Linked DNA regions of Zea mays: region 2 is linked to region 1. Evidence: chromatin contacts called from public Hi-C data. All regions are on one chromosome and are shown on one strand. The core of a region is the stretch at or near the end of the contact, and the rest is flanking DNA. Distances in the headings are between cores, read along the strand shown.

Region 1 (7,367 bases), core at 3,325-5,824:
TCATTCTATATGTTCCTTAAATATTTAATTTTGTGACCTTAAGTTTATTTAAAGTATCAATAGCAATATTTGTATGCCATACAGCTGGTGGATTGGTAGCGTAGAGAACAGGTTATTTTTATGGAAACCACACACAATTATATGTATTCTGCAAGTAAAAAATATTGGCAAGTGGCATCTTCCTTTTAAAAAAAAACTGCCAACTTCATTGTCAAATTCTTACATGATAGATATGTATTAAAGATATGTTACATAAATACATCAGCTGCATGATTTGCTAATTAAGTAATTATCTTCATTTGTTTGTTTTGATTCAGCTAGCACTCAAATACTGAGACATATTCCTTGTTGCTCTATCAACAGTAGTAAACTAGTAATCGTGGCATTGTTTTGGTATAGAATGTTGAACTGTTGTTAAGATGAGTTATTTTGCCTTGAATTTATCCAGATAAATAAACATGGAAATTTTAAAAACACAAATATGTTTCTTATTTAAAGTTCCCTAAAACTCTGCATGTCATACAGGGATATCTTATCGACTGATCCTTGTCTCTTTTATCTACAGAAATGTTCTTGCTGCATACTTTGAGAAAATAAGGACAGGATCTCGAAGAGTTCTAGACAACTTCCTATGCTGCTCCTGTGATGAGATCCCTATCTTGTAACTCTTCCTGTGCTAGTTGTCATGTTTGTTATTGTTGGTGTGATTATGTATCTGTAGATGGATTGTTTCATTTGAGCTCTTCAATTATTACAAGGAACATATATATGATACCTAGAATTGTAAAGTATGGAGTGAGCAATTTCTTTGCAACAATAAAAGGTTTATCGAATGGGCTCTGGAATTCCATAGTTAGTTAATGTGGATATCAGCAAGACACCAACAATGTGCTTTCAGTTCTTGAAAAAGCAAGGCCATGCATACCCGATCTCCTTTCCACAGATAGGGGTGGGGGGCAGGATGTGGTGGTGGGCTTGGGGCCTTGGGCTTCAAAACTGCAATAATTTGTTGTCTGGTCGCTGTCCAGGACTGGATGGTCCTCCACTGTTTTTAGAGCATTTCTGTTGGTCATGTCTAGAGCTTTGTATCAAATCTGTTTTTTTCTAGTTTTCAGGTCACATGTGGGTCTAGTGTATCCTGTCCGTCCGTAGCTGGACAACCCTGTTTCTTTTTTTCTTTTTAATGAAATGACATGCATACCAACTGGGGCGTTCGAAAATAAAATATACTCCCTCCATCCCAAAATAGCATTCGTTTTAGCTCGTTTTTTTATCTATATTCAAATGGAATTTAGACACATATATAAAATACATAAATCCAATATTGTATAAATGTACTATTAATTATCTAAAATAAATTTTAGTTTGGGACAAAAGGAGTATTTAGAAATAAGCTACAGTGTGCTTCCTTGTTATTTTTAATTGCTATGATAAGATTATAAACACAAAAAATACTGCATACCACAGCTAGTAAAATCCATACAAGTTAACCAGTTATCCTTTTACTAGCATTTTTCTAGTTGGTGTCTTCCTGAAGAAGATTTTTAGTATAATCAACTTTTCCATAGTCTCCTTAAAAAACCCCATGAAATTCGGTGATATGTAACTATACCGTTTTTTACTTCTACTTTAAAACTGGGGTAGAGGTCCCCTACTGCACTACGGCGTACAAATATAAGAGTTCCTTTTGATTTTGCATTTTACATAGGGAAATGACTTAAATTTAGATGGAATGGCAAAGGAAACTATAACAACAAACAATTGTCATGCAAGAGATGGTCAGCGTAGTCTTAAGTACACTTGTTTTTTTTCTCTGTTTGGCAAGAAAAAGTTACGTTGTCTCTTGATGCTTTACAAATAGGGCTAACGTAGGCATGTGTTTTGACCACAGAAAAGGGTAAACAAAGAAAAGAAAAGAAAAGAAAAGAAAAAGAAAAGAAAATTAAAAATGTTTGTTGTATCTGTTCAACAATCTCTACTGTGGGTACTGCTGTGGCAAATAGAATCCGTTTCGGCCAGTACTTGATGGCTTGTTTTCTCCAAGTCCTTTGCTCTGCAGCTACCTTAGCTTCCTCAACGGTAGTGCACGGCTGAAGACTTGCTCAACTTCAGTCGCTTCCATGTTGAGCTGATCCAACAGCTCCATCTCCTCCTTGCTCAGCCCCTGCAAGAAGTTCATGAAATCCTGTTTCACCTCCATGAGACCTTCTGCCAGCTTCTGAAACAGTGACGCCTCCTCCTTCTCCAGCTCCTCAACCTCCTCCTCGATCTCCTTCACCTCCCTGACGATGGTCTTCTCTCCTTCCACCACAGTTTTCTCGATTCTCTCCACAAGAGGAGGCTCAGGACCACAGGTGTTGTCGGTCATGATGAACGTCGAGAAGTCCCGACCTACGCTCTTTGCAGCTCTTTCCAGCTCCGGTATTATTGTTTCAGGTACAGTTTTACTTCTTGTGTACAATACAGAACCACCATAACCATCCCATGCGTCATTTCGCCCACGATAGTACACAAATATGTAGTCGTCATCCTTGTTCTCAACCTTGGATGAGATAATGTACCTACAGGTCAGCAAATACCAAGTCGATAAACCTTGAGGAATGGGCACATTGGCAGTAGTGAGAAAGAATTTCTAAGAGGGTTTACCAGTCATCTTGATAGTGCAGGAACTCATTGTCATGGTTGTAGAGTATGCCGGGCTGCGATGGGTCCTGCACAAAACGCTGCACGGTTGACCTGGTAAAGAAGCCAGAGTCTGGGGTGCGGACTCTCCATGTGATGTTCGCGATCAATTTGTCTCCCTCGACATGAAACTCGTGAAGCTGACAATCGAATGTGTCAAACGTCGGGTTTAAGCCACTTGAAATGTACCATTTGCCATTAAAATCTGCCATGTTGAAGCTCTTAACCAGCGAAGATGGATCGGGGACGGGGAACTCGCCGACGTCGGATTTTTTTGGAACACATTTCTTGCGTGAAACAGCACAATCATTGAATTCATCGACTACACTGTTCTCAAACAGGTCTCCGCATTTTATCTGATGGATGACAAAAGCAGGGCATAAAAAACTTATTTTTTCTGGCAGATTTCAGTGAGCTCAAGGTTTATGGGAATAACCTGACATTCAGTTTCATCAGGTCGATTGTTGCACGTGTTCAAGCATGCTACGTTTGCTGCACAGGATGGGTTCGCTATGCATTTAGCCAGCTCTATTCTGAAAGAGAGAGAGAGAAACTAATTGAGTAAGAAATGTATAAAATGATCTAAGGTTACTCTCATCCAAAAGATGACAAACTTGTCATCGGGGAGCTCTTAGTTTCAAGTAGTAACTAACTTCTTCTTGACCTATATTGGCTACATACTGAATATAAATTCACACAAACCTTTGTGGTCTGTAGGCATGATTTTGGCTAGTTTCTACGAGAGAATTACACTCGGCTACGGTGGCAAGGCAAGGCTTGCTTGGCCAGGCGAGACTATTTCCGAACCAAGCAGCCCCTATATGGTGTCAAAACTATGTTGACAGTATGATGAAGAGTCACCTGCATTCCTTTAGCAGGCAAGTGCATGTCTTGAGAGCATCGACTGCATCAGAAGAAGGGACTACCAGAACTACACATGCCATCACCCCTGTCATGGCGACCAATTGCAACTTGCTCCATTTCCTGATGCCACTGAAAATATCTGACGCTTGCAGTACTGCAATGATATGCTGGAGGAGACAAAAACTTGCTGTTCTTACTTCTTAGTGGTATAACAAGAGGTGAATTGGTCAGTAGCAACGAATAAGCAATCGTATTACCTCAGACGGAGTAGCCTTGACACCAAGGCGCTCGGCCCTCCAGAGATTAGTTCTCACGCAGCGCCAGTTGAGTCTGACGGTGCCGTGACTCCTACTGGATGCAACTCTAGATTTGAGGCCATGGAGGAAGCTGGAACCTCCGGTAAGAAAGATGCGGTTTGCACACTGTCGCGACATCATCGTGTCTCTGAATCTGCAGCTCATGAGGAAAGTTCAGTATAGAACTCAAACCAATTCAAGCAGAAATGTTCGCAGAAAAAGTTTCAGGCTTTCTCTAGATAAACATTAGAGTACATTCTCAGTTTGTGTTTATGGATTGCAGCCATGACTCATCTCTTTTTTGTTTTATTTTATTAATAAGACTGAACTACCAATCTGCCGCCAGACATCTGACAAGAAGTGTCCGCAGCTGAATTCTAGCGCGTTTATATCCTCGCAATCACTAGGTCCAAAATATGCGCCAAGATCGATCCGGGTCACAAAATTCTCACTTCCAAGCATGATTAACCGCGCACGAAACCTTCGTCTAATGATGCTACGTAGCCCTGAATGCAGACGCAACTGGAACAAGAAGGTGGCGCGGGATGGAGAACCTAGGAGAGGAGGGGAAGGGATGAGCAAGCCAAAGAGCCGAACCTGCGGTGCTCTGCACGCTGCGCCGACAAAGAGACGCTCCTCCGGCCCGACGGAGGAGGACGACGATAGAGCAGGGGAGACGGATAGGAATGAAGCGGAGAGGTGTGGCGCGGAGCAGCAGGGACGCTGCTAGCTGGCTGGCGGCTGCTCCTGGCCTCCTGCTTATCACGGGCCGACCAAACGGGGCCCCGTTAAGCGCAAACGGATCCAGTCCAGGCATCCGGCTGAAGGGAGTCGGGCATGCCCGGACGAATCGCAGTCGTTCATCTGTCTCACGTTAGTCACGTGCTCGCTTTCCTTCTCCCCTCCGTTTCGAAAACCAAATCTCTCTGTCTACTAGGCGGGAGAGTGAGACGGCCATGGCGGAGGCGCAAGCCCTAGTACCGGCGCAAGGTCCCGACGAGGCGCCCCTCGATGCGTCCGCCATTCATAGGTTAGCCAGCGATCCTCCTTTTCCGTCTCTGCTTGGTGGGTTCCTCCTTCCCGTGGATCTGGTTCTTCAATCTGCATTGTTCCCCTTTTGTTTTGTTTGCGTGTTCGTTTCAGCCGGGTGGAGCAGCTCTCATTGAAAAGGCTGGAGGTGGAGCCGGAGGCGGAGGTGGCGGAGGATGAGGTGGCACTAGGTTTGGACTCCACGCACAAGGTAAGGTCGTCGCTACTCAGGGTCGATTCTGTGACACATGCGAGGGCGAGGATTCACTTTGGTTTGCCGGAATTGTGGCCTAATTGTTGGATTTGTTTTCTATTATTACGTTTCCCTTCTTCTGGGATACCTGTTTTAGGCGGCTCAGGATGCGATGGATGAGTGGGACTCGGCCACTGCTGCGGTTTCAATTGATGATTTGGGTAAGCTTGGCTGTGTGATTTGTTTTCAACACTTGCTTGTTCCATGCGATGCAAAGTACACTGTCACAGCGATAAGCATCATGATGCAGATTTGCTTAGTGGACTCAATTGAACACAACGAGGGAGAGGAATCATCAAATATAAGCTCCGAGATTGTAGCTTGTAAATGCGGTGTCTTCTTTATTTTCCTTACAGATTCTTCTTATGTATTAATGATTCATTCATCCCTTTTGAAATTTGCTTGTTACTGCAGTGGCTCTTTGTTCAGTGCAATTATGAAGATGCTTCTTTGCTTTCAATTGTTTTTTTGCTTCGAATGCATCACTTACAAATTACAATGCCATTATTGTGGTCAGATGCATACCTGGAACAACTGAGAAAGGATGTAGCCATGGCAGAGCAGGGGAATCAGAAGGTATCTGGTGAGATTAGTGTCACTGCAGAGACAACATTCAATGGTTGGTTTGTTTATTTGCCATGTTTTTCTTTCTTGAGCTCTGGCAGTTTGCTGGGTTAATAACCAACAGTCTTTGTTATTCAGATATGATTCAATTGGATGTTGGTATTGAAATGCTGGAGTCTTTGATTTCGAATCTTGGTCCAAAGGTAAGTAGCCAAATTGTTTTTTCCTTACAGTAAGTAGCCTAAAATATAATTTTTATAGTAGTTGAATATGGACATTGATTTTTATAATCATGAAACTGTATTATGTTGATTTGCATCCTTTTGGCATTTTCTTACCTTTAGAGTGGACGGACTAACTAGTTCAATCCAAAAACTTAAGCTGTTAGGAAAAGGTAGGCAATCCACTTATACATTTCAACGTCCTCACGAGCAGTCAGAGAGAAAGGCATAAACGTGAAAAATAAAGGGGCGAAGACACAAATAAAGGCTCTGCTAGGATTTGAACCTTTGGCTTTAATACTCTGTTAGAGTGAATGCACTAACCAGTTCAACCTAAAAGCTTAAGCTGTTAGGAGAAGATAGACAATTCCCTTATACACTTCAACACTTACAATACGATATAATATACAGCTCAACAACTATTGAGTTGTAGTACAATTTTAACCTTATGTACTATATGGCCTCAACATCAATGTTGTATTATTTGCAACTCATAAGCTGCATTGTATTTCTATTGAACCGAAGTCTAGAGGAAAACTAATTTATTTTCCTCACAACAAATCAGTTGTTTTGATTCTCTTCTTTTCCAAAATAATAGCATAGTTTAGATGAAGACATTTAAAGTCTTCCATCCCTCATGATGTAGGCTTTGAACCATTTTGATGAAAGTTCTGTTCTGGGGCTGTCAGACTCAACTGATTCATGCAGAAATCGAAGCATTGCTGACAAGGACTACATATATGAGGTGTGCTTGTATGTTTACAATGACATGTTCTATTTTCTTAGATTTACTGAACTTACTTGATTTATTTTTTTAGTTGGAACTTGATCACCAAATAGAAAAAAGTACGATGGAACTTGAAATTTTACAACATCTACAAAGGTAATGTATTGCACATGTTCTTTTTTATATTGAACACAAGGAACTAAAGATATCATTCACCTTTAGTCTATATACTAACCAGTTGCCCGTGCTTTTACTACGGACCCTAAATATATCATATAAATAGGCATTGAGATATTTATTCAAATATAATTATTTTTTTATTTCTAAATGCTAAATTACGTGTAGTTTGGTGGTTAGCCCCAAATTTCTAGAGTAGTGGACGTGTGTTCAAATGCTCACTTTGCACTAATTTTTATATAATTATTGTTTATTTCTAAACACTAAGGTACGTGTGGTCTGGTGGTGGCTGCGCGGGCGCTGGGATCCATAGGGCAGTAGCTGAGAGCGTGCTGAGCGTGGGGCCAATAGGGCACGACGCCGAGGCGGGGGTCACGTGGGGTGGGCCCAGTGTGTCAGGCGGGGTGAAGCCGTGGTAGCACCAGGGTGCTGTTTGGTTCAAAAAATGTAACGCAAATGGTAATGGTAATGGTTTACGCTTGATTACTGACGGTAACAAATTTGAATAGGCTGGTATCAAATTTTAGTGTGGTATCTGATTACGGTTGGACTAA
Region 2 (7,012 bases), core at 4,414-6,913, 500 kb before region 1:
CAGCCTGCTTATCTGGATGATGTTTGAGAGCCATCTCACGGTAACTTTTCCGAATTTGATCTTCAGTGGCCAAGAACCTCAAGTGCCCCAACCCAAGCAAAGCATAGTGGTCCTGCTGTTGACTGCCAGATGACTTCTTCTTCCCTTTGCTGCTAAAGGTATCAGAAGCAGTATTAAAATCTTGGCTTTTGTCATCCGATGAAACGCTGCGATCATCAGTTTCTATATCTTCATGCTCCACAAGACCAAGAAGCTTCATTGCCGCAGCATGGAACGAATGACCAGCAGGTTCATATTTCAAAGCTTTTACAGGAAGGCAGTTTGATGAAACATACAAAGGCACCCCATCTACAATCTCCTGGGAGAAAGTGATCAGAAGACAACTCTTCTGGGACGCCATATGCCAATGATGTCAAATTCTTAATTAACAAAGCTCCTGAGGCAAGATAAACTGATACAACCTGCAGAAATTAACAAGCCATAACCACATAATTAGAAAATTAGTTCCAAGTTGAAAAACAATATAAGTACAAAATATACAACAATTAATTAGTAATCAGTGCAGCCAAATGAAGAACAAACATACAAATAAGAACCAGCGATTAGGTCTCCTGGTCGTCTGACTAATCGGTTTCTAGCCGCGATTAATCGTCCTACTTGGAAGAACCAGCGACCAGATGCCGTTTAGTACTATTTGGGTTGTGGGCTGCTGACTTCTGGCCCGACTACAGGGCATATGAAACGGCAACCCCCTCAATACCCTTAACCCTAACGTAGCAGCAGACACATTTACACCGGCGGTTGGCTTCCCTCAGTTCCCTCTCGTTTCATCCTCTTCAGATCTCATCTGCAAATCCGCCGGTGGCTGTTGAAGAGTTGATCACCATCACCGGTTCTGGTTCATCTTCATCCTCCATTTGTCCGTCATGAGCAATCCTCCATTTAGGGTATCCTCTAAAATAAGTCTTCATGACCACATACCATGGTGTACAAACATAACCCTCGGGGCCCCTCGCACCCCGAGGCACCAGCTGATATAAGCCTTCGGGTCCCCTCACGCCCTGGGGTACTAGACGGTGTAAGCCCTCAAAGCCCCTCGTGCCCCGCAGCACCTGACGGTATAAGCCCCCAAGGCCGCGTCCTGGGGCACCTAGCGGTATATGCCCTTGAAGGCTCTCGCACACCAGGGTATCAAACAATGTAAGCCCCCGGGACCCCTCGCATCGCGTGGCTCCTAAAGATGTAGGCACCCTAGGCCCCTCGCACCCCACGGCACCTGGCGGTATAAGCCCCGAAGGGCGCTCGCGCCTCAGTGCATCTGACAATGTAGTCTCGGGTACAACATATTAAATATGTGATGAGCAACATTACGAGACTGACATAATGTGCATACACATTTAGGTTGTAGGCAGGGTTCACCATTTCGTTTGCGATCATCCGAATTTTGTTTTGTTGACCAAAATTTGACTTTTATATTTTTTTATTTTGAATCGAAATCCATTAAAACCCGAACCAAAATTTGTTTACGCTTAGTAGCGAAAACGAAAAAACACCAGATTTCGGTGATTTCGAGCGAGAAAGTGAACGGTGGTTGTAGGGCACTTGAGACCGTTACACGATGCATGTGTCAGTCCTATAACCACACAAGTGTGTGCATGGTGTATAAAAAAATATAATAAACTACAAGAGAATATACTAGTAGCTAATCATCCGAGGCTAGCTGGCTAGGATTCCAATACCCTTGGCATAGGTTATCATACCTACCCCGAAAGTAGGTGCGGTAGTCGCCTTGCAAAGGGATAACTATAGCTTCACAGTAAATGTGAGCACGACGTTACGGGCACACCTCCGCCTAGACACGTGCATAGGGGGCAGGTGTACCATAAGCTACCGCGCAAGCATGCTTTAGTATTTATGACCATATCTGGTAGGACCACCTCTACTACGCAGGTTGTAGGAGTGGATGGCTTCTGGATGGGAGGAACGATGTCGTGTGTCCGTCGTGCTGATTCTTGGCGAGAACCCACGCACAGCGAAGAACAAGGAACACAGGTGAGGCAAGCACAACCCTTTTTCTTAGATTGATCTTGCTTAAACTCCAGATTATAGACTCACTGGACTTATATTACGTCTGTGGACCACGCCTAACAAACCTCCCAAACAAACTCTATATTTTTCCCTATCTTTACTCTAACCGACTCTAGATTATTCATATGACTAATCTCTTCCTGATATCGGGCTACTTAGTGGGCCGATCGAAAGGCTGCTTAGCCCTCCGCCCATAAGTTATACCCGTCATAACAATATCTATTCAGGCAATCCTACCTGCTACAAGATTGAGAGAATCCTCATAGCCATCACTAGGCAATGCAGGGTTTCTAACCTATGATAAAGGGTACAAAGAACCGTACTGGGAACCATCAAGACATCATCCTTACTTAAGTCAAAACCACGATTACACAACTCCACAAGAATGATTACACCAATACATGCTAGTTGCAAGTCAAATTATCACAAGCCCAAGATGGGCAGGGGTTGTTAGCCCAATGACAAGTAGGGACCACGAGTGGTATAAACATGTCAAACTATTGCTCCTTTCGACTATAAAAGAGGATGGTAGTGCAGCATTTCAGTTCAGGCGGAACGTGTTATGGATCTAGGGTTACGGAGGTAGTACGAGTGGTAGATTTGGGGTTTAGGACCAAGACCCCGACGCTTGGACGTCGTCGGGTTGCTGGATGGGGAGGCGTGGTACTGTTCACGCAGATGAACAGTGTTGCGGTACCTGTGGTACTGTTCACTGGATGGACTGTGAGGGATTCGAGAGCAACGACTAGGGTTAGGGGCACTAGAAGGAGGGCCGGCCAGGGGCCTCTGCCCACAGCCAAGCAAGAGGAGGGTTTCTCCCTTCTAATTCTTGTTTACTTTATTTTTCATCCATTGATTACATAAATAGGACGGCTATTTGGCTGGCCGCCCCTATCTAGTTAGAGATCCTTATCTCCTTAAAACTCACAAAAAACTCTCAACAAACTACTAATTGGTAACCTTCCTAGATAATATCAACTAATCTCCTAGATAATCTCAACTAATCTTCTTATCCTTTGACTTGCGCTCATTGTTGGTGCTCCTTGGCGCAGCCCCCTTGGGCCCTGACATGTCCTGACAGAACGGGACATTGAACACGCCACACAATCACTTCAAGATCCACCAAACTCAAGCCAAGGAAGTTCAATTCAATTCGGCCAAGATAGTAACAGTTAGAGATAGTATCGCTTGTCTCACCCCTTGTGTATCATCCATATACAACAGCCTATGATCAGCAATAGGACGTAGGATATTATACACTGCAGCTCAAACCTCTAGAAAATCCTTGTGTATTATGGTCTTGATGTCATGACCCCATAGACATACTCTACGGTCACAGGACTCACTCCCTGGTCCCCTAGCAAAGTAGCAATCCTTCCTTGGGTACTCTTTGTGCCCTACTGTCTTTGCTAAAGCAAGCGCCAATGATCTTAAGTTACAAGAAGGTATACAAATGCAACACGACATGTGTACTCTGCACACAAACCAGAACAAATTAGAACATGGCATGCTAATCCTAAGAACCACAAAACAAGCCCAACAAGGCATAGGATGGGGTGGGTGGACACCCCCTGCATATGCCCCCTTGTAATTCAAATCCATCAGGTATCACAGATCCCCATGGCGGATCGTTTCATAAATTATGCATTCTCACTAATCGGATGGTGACTTAACCTCGTTCCACACAATAAATATCAAAGCCTCAAACATTGATTGAAACAAACGAAGGTCTGATCAGACCTTCCTTACCAAAAGAAGGACTAGGGCCAATGAATTTCCCTTCAATCCGTGTGTCGGCTCATTGCAAGGAGGCGACATGGAGGTTTGGGAGGTCGCATGGAAGGGACGAGAGGATAGGGATGGCAGGGACACAAAGGATCAAGGACGCAATAAGGGAGAATTAGGGTTTGGAGGCGATGGTTCTCAGGGTTGTGAAGCCAACCATAAAACCCTAGCAGACAGTAATAAATAGAGGTGGCGGTGGGAAGGAAAGGATGGCTTCCTTTTTCCGAGTGATACATGCTTCTTCTGCCCTCACGTCTCTCTATTTGGCACTTCTGTGCTTTGGAGTGCAGGGCCCAACTATGACAGGTTAAGGCAACAACTAATTCTAGGAAATTTCATTGTCAGTCTGCTCAGGAGACAGTCCCACCCAGTGGCGGATACAGGATCCTTTTAGAGCCTAGGCTAGTCTATAAACAAGCAATAAACATGAATAACTGCATATATATAAAGACATGCATAAATTTATTCATCGCCAATAATTTTTTTATTGGATGTGTTACATAATACACATGTAAACATTTAGAATGAAAAGTATAAAAAAGATAACGATAATATCTCTAAATAATATTCACAAAAGTAAAAAAATTGAATGGTTTGCATTCCAAAACATAATGATACATAATATATTATAATATATAAAAAGATACCTTGTGTAAATATATGAGTAGAATATTATAAATCATGAAAGTTTGAAAAATATATTTAAGTTGAGCGATTGAAGTAATGAAATGCATCAAATAAATTTGATTAAAAAGGGTCCAGTTAAAAATTACAATATTCCAAATAAGGCTTAAATTTTATTTGCTTAACAAGTTAACATGACTAAGGATATAGCCATGTAGGGAAGAAACTCAAAGAAAAAGAACATTGATTGCCAGATAAAAGCAGCACTGCTCCTGCCAATGGGCTGATCTGATTGTCTGATTAGCTTATTTAAAGAATAGTATTTTAATTTATTAGATGTTACCAGCTAGCATGCTGGGCATGTGGTGCCATACAGCCCATTAGGGATGGCAACGGGTCAGGTTTGGATCGGATATGGTAAATATCCGCCCGCGACAATACCCGTGGGCATTAGTTATACCCGCCCGTGACTATACCCGCGGGTAGGATTTTGTACCCGTGCCCGTACCTATCGGGTATCGGGCGGGTATCGGATACTCGCGGGTATAATTACACTTCACACAAATAAATCAAACTGCTACACAGGGACACATAACTCTCTGTTGACACTCATATATAGCTATATAAAATCAAATTTCACATTATCACATAGAGTTTAGACTTTAGACAAATCACAAATATATCATATAGAAATAATAGTAGTAACACAACCACACTTGAATCCACACTTGAACCAAACTTGAAAGTATTCAACAAAACAGCAAGGGATGAAACGGCGCTGGAGGGCTGCTTCACCTTCACAGCGACGTGCTTCGGTGTTTGGCTAGCGGTGGCCGGTGGCCGGGGCGCCGGGCGGACAGGGGCTCCTCCGCTACGGGCTGGCTGTCCGTGCGGCTGGCTGGCTGGCTGGGTGCCGTCTAGCTGGCCATGCTGCGGGCTGGCTGGCCGTGCGGCTAGCTGGCTGGCCGTTCGACGGTTCGAGGCTGGCGGCGGTGGGTGGGCAGGTCACAGGTCGAGGGACGGATGGTTGAGCCTGAGGTGTGGGCGTGTGGCCGATCCGCCGCCGCCGATGGCCTAGGTTATAGAGTAGAGACGGAGTGTGGTGTGCGGCTGACCGGCTGTGCCTATGCGGGTTGGGTTAGTTGAAGACTTGAAGTTGGGCCTGCAGTTGGGCCACAGCTGACTCCTATTTGCATATTTTCAGATATCCACAGGGACCCGCGGGTAAAGTATAGTATCCGAATCCGACCCGATGTTACCTCGGGTACGGGTACAGGTAAGATACGCGGGTGAAATATTGTATCCGAAACCGAATCTGACGGGTCGGATATCCGGCGGATATCCGAACCCACAGCAAAATTGCTATCCCTACAGCCCATACTAGCATCGACGCATCAGACAAGTGCTGGAGTCCTCTCGTGATCACACTTGCAGTCTCAACAAGAGAGCATGAGAAGCGCCAAATAATTTGCAACCAGCAAGCGGCGCTTGGGCCTAAGGGATGAAACTCGTGCCCATGCTCCTTTTGTCATTCGTTGCACGCTAAGAAGTGCCCATGCTGTCGTCGTCCTGTCACCCACACGTCACGCCCAAGAAATGCACTGGAGTTTACACTGCCAGTAAAAGAAGAGCCCGGGCGCCCGCCGCCCCGCCCGGGAGCTCGATCCACCACTGGTCCCACCTATGACGTGTATACATGACTGTGCAAACTTATCTGGCTGAACATCCAGCAGAAAATGATGACAGGGATATAAACAGTTCTACTGACCTTCTAAACCAGGGTTTACTATCTTGTGTCACTTGAGGGATTTCGAGTTTTTCATGTGTGGCTGTGATCAAACCAAGGGATTGCACAGCAAAATGGACCTCACAATTATCTTCAACTATTATGTTTAGTGACTGGTAAATGGACCTATATAAAATTCACAGATCAAGCTTCAGCATTACAAAAAAATGGCAAACTTTTATTTAACTCCACGTACTGTTGCAAAATAGAAAATGTAATACATATATCCTGTTCTTCAGTGTTCAGAAGGAAAAAACACAAAACTGACATGGGTGGATTCAGATTTGCTCGAACTATTCTCAGATCAACATAAAGTTGAAAGCAGTTGCTATTTTTTAGAACAACATAAATTTTACAGTGTCGATTCAGTGATCTCAAAAGTACTGGAGTTTCACGGGGCTTCCTTTTATTTTTTTCAAGATTCAGTGGCTTGACCTTGCAGTTTGACAAAGTTGCATATTGTTTCAAAGGTTCCAGAAAGTGGTTTAACTCACCAGGGCGGCTACAGAGGTTTCAGAAAGTTGCAGCCGACGAGGAAAACCACGGCACATGTGCGCTCGTTTGGGAGCGGCAGGCGATAGGCGGTGGCGCAGCACCGACACTAGGGGGAGGGTATGGACGGGCAACACGTTGCGTATGAGACGATTGGACGATAGCGCACCGTGCTAGGTGTGGTGCGGCGGGACGCCACCAGGTAGAAACGGCACGGCGGCGCTAGGGTGAGGGCGA

The links. Hi-C and Micro-C count contacts between places; a contact is called where the count stands out from the background.
Region 2: a contact with region 1 is called in a Hi-C map of tassel, with 2.5 times the contacts expected there. The contact joins the promoter of LOC103646599 here to the promoter of LOC100281366 in region 1. A contact is called at or near these places in 6 of 25 Hi-C or Micro-C datasets (ear, endosperm, leaf and 2 more).

Annotation. Positions count from the first base shown.
Region 1 is chr2:76,492,640-76,500,006 of Zm-B73-REFERENCE-NAM-5.0, reverse strand. It overlaps LOC100281366 (violaxanthin de-epoxidase), which reads right to left and starts at 4,574. Exons shown (of 6, transcript NM_001154284.3): 1 at 4,440-4,574; 2 at 3,804-3,996; 3 at 3,544-3,713; 4 at 3,119-3,215; 5 at 2,647-3,038; 6 at 1,786-2,561. The coding sequence starts at 3,983. The coding sequence ends at 2,060. It overlaps LOC100381501, which reads left to right and starts at 4,707. Exons shown (of 12, transcript NM_001174332.1): 1 at 4,707-4,872; 2 at 4,986-5,082; 3 at 5,222-5,285; 4 at 5,642-5,743; 5 at 5,827-5,891; 6 at 6,556-6,654; 7 at 6,728-6,792. The coding sequence starts at 4,799. It overlaps LOC100193184 (nitrate-induced NOI protein), which reads left to right. Exons shown (of 4, transcript NM_001138339.2): 4 at 566-861. The coding sequence ends at 589.
Region 2 is chr2:76,989,255-76,996,266 of Zm-B73-REFERENCE-NAM-5.0, reverse strand. LOC103646599 (dnaJ homolog subfamily C member 2) reads right to left here and starts at 5,663. Exons shown (of 2, transcript XM_008671306.4): 1 at 5,293-5,663; 2 at 1-461. The coding sequence starts at 400.